Regions from separate parts of the Rattus norvegicus genome. Here region 2 is linked to region 1. Evidence: chromatin contacts called from public Hi-C data. All regions are on one chromosome and are shown on one strand. The core of a region is the stretch at or near the end of the contact, and the rest is flanking DNA. Distances in the headings are between cores, read along the strand shown. Region 1 has its middle 17 kb from the start of Cyb5r3. Region 2 overlaps LOC120093699 (a long non-coding RNA gene).

What was found. Hi-C and Micro-C count contacts between places; a contact is called where the count stands out from the background.
Region 2: a contact with region 1 is called in a Hi-C map of kidney, with 4 times the contacts expected there. The contact joins two enhancer-like sites. A contact is called at or near these places in 4 of 12 Hi-C or Micro-C datasets (the A7r5 cell line, Schwann cells, kidney and 1 more).

Annotation. Positions count from the first base shown.
Region 1 is chr7:116,219,152-116,223,238 of GRCr8, forward strand. No RefSeq gene overlaps it. Among named protein-coding and RNA genes, the nearest start is that of Cyb5r3, 17 kb to the left of the region's middle. Within about 2 kb of position 1,995, at least 2 of the 93 cell types and tissues checked have an H3K27ac peak or open chromatin away from gene starts, as enhancers often do. A contact at or near this core is called in kidney, where this site is marked.
Region 2 is chr7:116,487,418-116,491,504 of GRCr8, forward strand. LOC120093699 (a long non-coding RNA gene) reads left to right here. Exons shown (of 2, transcript XR_005487277.2): 2 at 1-1,112. Among named protein-coding and RNA genes, the nearest start is that of Ttll1, 39 kb to the right of the region's middle. Within about 2 kb of position 2,359, at least 27 of the 93 cell types and tissues checked have an H3K27ac peak or open chromatin away from gene starts, as enhancers often do. A contact at or near this core is called in kidney, where this site is marked.

The sequences.
Region 1 (4,087 bases), core at 745-3,244:
CAGAGCTCCCCTTTTCTCCTTTGCCTCACAGTAGCAAGGGCTTTTGTTCCCCAACTGCTTTTTGCTGGCCAAATCCTCTCTTGCAATTCAAACATCAAGCTGTTATTCAATCTGGGAAACAGGAGAACACAAAGAAGCATTGTAGCTGAATGGAGGGGCTGAATGGAGTCCTGTGGGAAAACCTTCACCTAGGCAAGTTGGGCTGCAGAGAGCCTGTGCTGTTAAGAGCATGTGCTGTTCTAGAAGACCCGAAGACCCAAAGACTGGAGTTTGTTCCAAGCTCCCATATCTGGCTGCCTCTTCCTCTTCCTCCTCTTCCTCCTCCTCCTCCTCCTCCTCTTCCTCCTCTTCTTCCTCCTCCTCCTCCTCCTCCTCCTGCCTCCTCCTCCTTCCCTTCTTCTTTCCTCCATAGGCACAAGCTCATACATGAAGTAAGTAAATAAATACATTATTTATTTATACCTCTTACCAGGCCAGGGGTGGTGGTGCACACCTTTAATCCCAGTACTGGGAAGGCAGAGGCAGGCTGTTCTCTGTGGCCAGCCTGGCGTACATAGTAAATGAGACCCTGCCCGAAAACAGTAACAACAAAAGACACCCGCAGGTTGAGGCTAGAGAGATGGTTGAGCAGTTGAAACCACAGCTCTTGAAGAGGGCCTGGGTTCAATTTCCAGCACCTACTGTCTGACAGCCATCTTCTGGCCTCTGCAGGCAAAATGGTCACACACATACGCTGCAGAATATTTGATCACACTGTGGGATAGTGAAATCTGGAAAAGACCTGTTTCTAGTTGTGGTGAGGTTCACACCTTTAATCCAAGAGCCTCCTGTTCACTGGAACAGGATTAAATAAAGTCAACCATAGGTCAAGAGGCAGAGCAAGCAGCCAGTTGATGGCCAGTGAACGTAGGAAAACAAGTCACACACTTTGCAGAGGTAAAACAGGCAAAAGCATAAGGCCACCATACTTCCCATCAGGCCTAATCAGGGGCAGGCAGGTATCCTGAGGTATCTTTTGCCTGTGTACCTCCCACCTACATCCAATCAAACACATCTGGGCACTTGGGTTAGACAAACTTGTTTAGGGGAGTGAAGATATGAATGCCCTCTAGCACTTCCTGCGTTGTGGGTGATTTGGTCAGCCGAGGAGGAAGGTCAGCTGGGTGCTTTCTCTGCCTCTCTGGGCTAGCAGGCTTTCACCCCAGCATCTGGCCTCCCAGTCTTCATTGGTAATAGTGCACTTTGAGATTAACAACTCATAAAATAGAATAAATCTCAAGACAAAATTTTGAAGGTCAGCTGACCAAAATGATTGGTTAATAGTTACTCCCCAAAAGCCTCTGTGTTTGGGGTCTTCTTTTTTTTTTTTTTTTTTGGTTCTTTTTTTTTGGAGCTGGGGACCGAACCCAGGGCCTTGCGCTTCCTAGGTAAGCGCTCTACCACTGAGCTAAATCCCCAACCCCACGTTTGGGGTCTTAAGGCATGAATTTGAGCTCCTATTTGGGGAGCCAAGGTAACTACAAAGGCTACTGTTAGGTCTGAGAATCGCAAAGAGAAAGACTGACTATGATTTTTTTTTTTTAAGATTTATTTATTTTATTTATATAAGTAAACTATAGCTGTCCTCATCCACACCAGAAGAGGGCATCAGATCCCATTACAGATGGTTGTGAGCCACCATGTGGTTGCTGGGAATTGAACTCAGGACCTCTGGAAGAGCAGTCAGTGCTTTTAACGGTTGAGCCATCTCTCCAGCCCCAGCCAGTGCTCTTAACCACTGAGCTACCTCTTCAGCCCGATCTACAATTTTTAAGCCAGTTTGAGGCAAGCTTTAATTAAATACTGGCCAGGATGATGGACTCTGGCCAGGTTCATTCCAGGGTTCCCAGGAAAAGGGCAGCAAGTCACATTTTTCAGAAATAGGAGAGCCTCCCTCCCCCACTGCCGCAGGTCCTCTTGTTAGAACTTTGTTACATAAGCTTGTCTGACCAGGTGTAATCAGGTTCCTGGAATTCCTGAAATGGTTACACATCCAACATTGCTAATCCTGAGGTTTTCTGCTCTCTCTCTCTTCTAGATTTCTAAATTAGCCAGTTGGGCATAGACTGAACCTCAGTGAGGAACAGCAGAGCTCCCCTCTTGAGTAAGGGATATTTATCAAAGGTCACTGGCACTGTGGCCCACACCTTTAATTTCAGCACTTGGGAGGCACATTCCAGTCAGGACTACATAGGGAGACACTGTCTTAAACAAAGCAAAACAAACAAAACCCCCAGAAGACAGAGAGCATCTGTGCCATGTGTGCTGTTCCATTGGTCGGGCTTCGGGTGTGGCATTGCCACTTTTACAGAAAGGATTTGCATGGCTGAGGTTCTTTCACTTTATTAGGGTTTCCTCAGTGCAGTGAGGCTAGTCTTTTCCCACCACGTGAGGAGGCAATCTGGGGGACTAGCCAGCCATCGAGACCCTGGGGTCCTCCCCAACAGTCATGAGGAACACTTGTTCATTTCCACAAGTTAAAGCAAGCTGAGGTACGGTCAGACCTGGGGGCACAGGGTCACAATTCCAGCTACAAAGGAGGCCGAGGGCAGGAGTGTCTCAAGTTCAAGGCCAGCCCATGTAAATTTAGTGAGACCTTATCTCAAAATAACACAGCCTCTCTCGGGTGATGTTGGGATTCAGATCCAGGACAAAGAGCTTTGGTGCATATTTTACATACCAGAGTGGTCCTTACCCCTAGGGTCTCCCAGCATCCCTCAGCCCCTACCTGTTATAGGGCATGACTGGTATACCCCACCCTCTGCCCTGAACTTTACAGCCCAGGGGTCAGGCTTCCCTCCCTCCCTCCCTCCCTCCCTCCCTCCCTCCCTCCCTCCCTCCCTCCCTATCTCTGCTTCTCTCCTCTCTCTGCTCACATGCTTTCTCTCTCCTTCTCTTCCCCCTACCTCAATGTCCCACTCCATGGTGACTTCACTGACCCTCCTCCTGTATGGTTGGTCCCCAATAAACCTGCCTTTATACTTGGCTTGGACTTGCTCGTTTCATCAGCAGAGAGAAATTTATCAGAGACCTCCAGCTGCCTTTCAACTTTCAACAGGGATACCAGCAGATTCCATTGGGATAGAGCTCAGCTGGTGCACAATATTGCAGTGGAGCCAAGGTCAGCAAGGGGAAGGGGCGAAGGGCAGCTCAATACTCAGAGCTGGTTGGCTCCCAGGCTCCCAGCAGGGCACAGCTGATAGCCTTGTTTCCCAGATGCTCTAACTGAGCCTCACAACATGGCACAGGTGTCCCCCACGGCTGGCTGACACTTTATAGTGGGGGCTCTCTCAGTGTTGCTCACTGTAGCTCCCAACAAGGAGCATCACGGGGAGATACACCCCAAAATGAAAGGACTGGGCAGTGCGTTGGGGATGGCAATGCCTACCTTCAATCCCAGTACTCAGGCGGCAGAGGCAGGTGGATTTCTGTTTGTTCGAATTCAACCTGGTCTACAAAGTGAGTTCTAGGACAGCCAGGACTACACAGAGAAACCCTGTCTCAAGAAACACAAACATGGGGGTTGGGGATTTGGCTCAGTGGTAGAGCGCTTGCCTAGCAAGCGAAAGCCCTGGGTTCGGTCCCCAGCTCCGAAAAAAAGAAAAGAAAAAAAAAAAAAAGAAAGAAAGAAACACAAACATGTACATGTCAAAGCCATCTAGGAGAAGCTAAGGCATGCGAGCGAGACTTCTGGAGATGGCCCACTGCTTGCATAGCCTGTGATGCGTGAGATGTAAGATGCAGGGCCCTAAGAGACTTTATCCCGGGATTACCTCTCGCTGCTGATATGCCTTTCCTGTTACTATTACATAACCTAATGATTCTTGGGCATCAGCCTACCCCATTGGGCTGATTTTCTGCAGATCAGCACGAAGATGCACTCTCATGTAGACAAACTGATGATTTCCTGATTCCCGATGATCATTTTATAGAGCTCCTAAATTGATACAAGTCATTTCAAGCCCTGTATAGAAAAACAAATAGCGCTCCATAAACCTTCATGTGTCACAGGCTAATTACACTAGGAAAAGAAAGCAGGCTTGGAACA
Region 2 (4,087 bases), core at 1,109-3,608, 270 kb after region 1:
ATAGAGACGATTTCCCACATGCCTGCACTCCTTTCCTCCGATCTCCCCTCCACCCCTATCCCCAGCATCTATCACTTTGATCTCAGGTCAGTGGACATAGTTGTTACAAATGACTGATCAACACTAGTATATCACTACTGACTGAAGTTCATAGCACACATTAGGGGTTATGGTCTGTGTTGTTTTCCATAGGGTTTGACCGATTCCTGGGTCTACCTTATCCTACAGAGTCCTTCTATGACCCTAAAAATCTGCCCTCTGTGTTCACAACTATAACCCCAGTACTGGGGAGGCGGAGGCAGAATCATGAGTCTCAGCATAGCCTGGGTTACATAGTAATACTGTTTTTTTCAAAAACAGTTTTGAAGTAAAATTGAGAATTAAAACACAGGCATGTGGTGGTGCAGGCCTCTAATTCTGGCACTTAAGAGATAAAAGGTAGGAACAAAAGGAGTCCAAAGTCACCCTTAGCCACAGAATAAGTTCGAAACTACTCTGAGCTATGTAAGCGCCTGTCTCAAAAACAAAATCCCAAAAACCAAACCAACAAACCAAAAATCCTAAGATGGGCCAACAAGATAGTCCAGTGGGTAAAAGCTACTGTGTGTGCTAGTGAGTTTTATTCAATTTGACACCTGCTAAAGTCATATGAGGGGAGGGAACCTCAACCGAGAAAAATACCTCCATGAGATCCAGCTGTAGGGCATTTCCTTAATTAGTGATTGATGGGGGCTGGTGGTCCTGGGTGCCATAAGAAAACAGGCTGAGCAAGCCAGTAAGCAGCACCCCTTTGCCTCAGCTCGTACCTCCAGGTTCCTGCCCTGCTTAAGCTCCTGACCTGACTTCCTTCGATGATCCTTTCCTCCCTAACTTCCTTTTGGTCATGGTGTTTCATTGCAGCAATAGAACCCTAAGACACTGTGCAAGCCTTGGCGACCTGGATTTGTTCTCAGGAAGCCACAGAGGAAGGAAAGAACTAACATTGAAAGTTATCCTCTGGGGTTGGGGATTTAGCTCAGTGGTAGAGCGCTTGCCTAGGAAGCGCAAGGCCCTGGGTTCGGTCCCCAGCTCCGAAAAAAAGAACCAAAAAAAAAAAAAAAAAAAAAAAGAAAGTTGTCCTCTAACCACACACACACATAACATATACATCCACACACACATACAACATACACATAACACACAACACACATAACATACACATACTAAACACATAACATATACATCCACACACACATACAACATACACATAACACACAACACACATAACATACACATACACATACATACAACATACACATAACACACACATAACATACACATACACGGGGTTGGGGATTTAGCTCAGTGGTAGAGCGCTCAGTGGTAGAGCGCTTGCCTAGCAAGCGCAAGGCCCTGGGTTCAGTCCCCAGCTCCGAAAAAAAAAACAAAAACAAAAAACATACACATACACACATAACATACACATAACACACACAACACACATCATACACACACACATATACACATACACATAACCACACAACACACATCATACACACACACATACACAACATACACATAACACACACAACACACATCATACACACACATATACACATACACATAACACACACAACACACATCATACACACACATATACACATACACACACAACATACACATAACACACAACACACATCATACACACATATACACATACACATAACACATTCATATACACACATCATACACACATATATACACCACATACACACACATACACACATATATACACATACACGTACACGCTACATAACATAATACAAAATAATAATCCAGTAAAACTCTTTAAGCTTGGGTAGGGAAAGATGGATGGTCTATTTGGCAAGAGAGAAACGTGACAGAAAGACAAGTCTGGTCTGGACACTGGCGTGACTGAAATGGTAGGTCTAGGCATGACACCTTGACAGACAACAGCAGAAAGCCTCAGCAGCAAGGTGCGCTTTAATCGGGTCTTAGGGCATAGGAGGATTCTGTAGGGAAGGGAAGAACACTCCAGGAAGATAGATGATCAGTGTGGGCTGCGGCTTTGAGACAGGGGATCACATCACGGAGTGCCAGGAACATGGTGGAGGGGCGTGCTACAAGTGTATCTGCAACTGGGAATGTCACTCTAGTCCAAGTAACCGGCCAGGCCATATGTGGGCTGTGACCTGATGCTCCTAAGCCCAGGCAGCTGCTGGGCAAAAATTTCCACTTGTCTCCCTGCTTCTTGTGGCTCTCAAAGCCTTTCTGTTTGAGCTCCCTTAGAGGTGAGGCAGGAGACACAGCCCTCTCCCTGCCGGATGTGGGTGTCTGGTGTCACCGGGGCAGGACACACCCCTAGCTTTATGGCTATGACTCAGCCCTCACCAAGCCCAGGGCTCTCCCAGCACAGGGCACACCCTCCCTTGGCATACCATACCGGCTGTTCTTTATTAGCAAAGGGCCTTGGGCAGGGTTTGGAAACAGCCTGCCCAGGGGACAATGGGAAAGGAAAGGAGAGGGCAGCTCCTACCAGCAGGTGTGTCATATTCTCTGCTAAGAATAGCTGCGAGGCAGCAAACCCTGGGCCCAGGCCCAAGTGTTCAGGTTCAGCCACTGCTCCTACCTAGGTGGCAGGCAGGAATGACTGTCACTCTCATGTCACTGACCCTCCCCAAGGAAACAGGCTCAGAGAGGCCAGATTGACATGGGAAGCATGAAGGTGGCAGAGATTCCTCCCGAAAGGCACATTCATCTAACGTCTACTGTGTGCTGGCAATGGGGGAGGGCCCAGCCCACTGTGAGTGGTGCCACCCCGGGGGCAGGCAGTTCTGGGTTTTATAAGAAGCAGGCTGAGCAAGGCATTATGACCAAGCCAGTCCAGTAAGCAGCACTCATTCATGACCTCTGCATCAGCTCCTGCCTCCAGTTTCCTGTCCCCTTTGAGCTCCTGGCTTGACTTCCCTGAGTGATGGACTGTAAGCCAGCTTGCAGATGGGAGAGGCGTCTCTGACATCCACAGGATGGAGTAACATAAGGAGCCTCGGAAGTTACTGACCTGACCGATGGTCCAGATGAGGACCAGGGAGGTACCGAGCGGCTGCGGCTCTAGCCACAGCTCTGCAGACTTCCTTCTGAAACGGACCAGGCTCTAACCTAGTCCTGCCTGTGAGATCCTGGAGTGGTTCTGACCCTGGGGAGCACATGCCCTTTCTAGACAGGGAGGAGTCACCTGCACCCAACAGTCAGCTCTTCCAGACCACCTTGCACAGCATCACGCCCTGAGCCCTCAGCGGCAGGCACGGGCTCCTCCCTCCCCTTCCGCCTGTCCACTTGACCCCAGAGTCTCGGAAGCAAAGACCTCGCTGCTTGTCCACAGCTGGGCTAAGTAGTGAAGACCATTGTCATTGCTGACAAAATGAAAACAAATGAACCCTGAAAACCAAAGGACAACAAACAAACAAACAAAAACAAAAAACCTCCAAGCTCCGCCCTTCTGCTCGCTGGCGAAGTCCTATAAGCCCATATCCCTATAGACTGCTTTGTTCAAGCTTGCTATAAGAGTTAAGGATGAATGACCTTGACCTTTCTGTCCTCACTTGTAGGGTGGCTGGGGTCCCAGGCAGGCACCAGCCGCCACACTCACCCTAGACCTCCATTCGAGTCACTCTGGCAGTTTCTGGTTTCACCTTGATTAGAAGATCCGAAACTGGAAGGGCTGGTGACTTCCCCATTATTAGGTTGTTACCCTGAAACAGGATTGCTTTATAACCCTGAGCAAATGACCTCTGCATGGGCAGTCCCTTTGAGAAAGTCCTTTCTTAGAAGGTGCCAACCCCTTTCCCACTCCTGCCCTCTGCTGGCCAGCAGAGGACAGCTCCCTACTCTCTCCTACATCTTCATCTTCCTCAGTGGACTCCCTTCCCATACCCTCAGCTCCCAGCTACCTTCACTGAGAGGCAAGCTCAGGATCACCCTCCCTGCTTCTCTAAGAACACCAACTCTTGCTCCTCGAAAACATCCAATGGCTGCCTAGCGCCTACAGCAAGGGTAAGACTTCTTCACCAGGCATCTTCCAACGTCC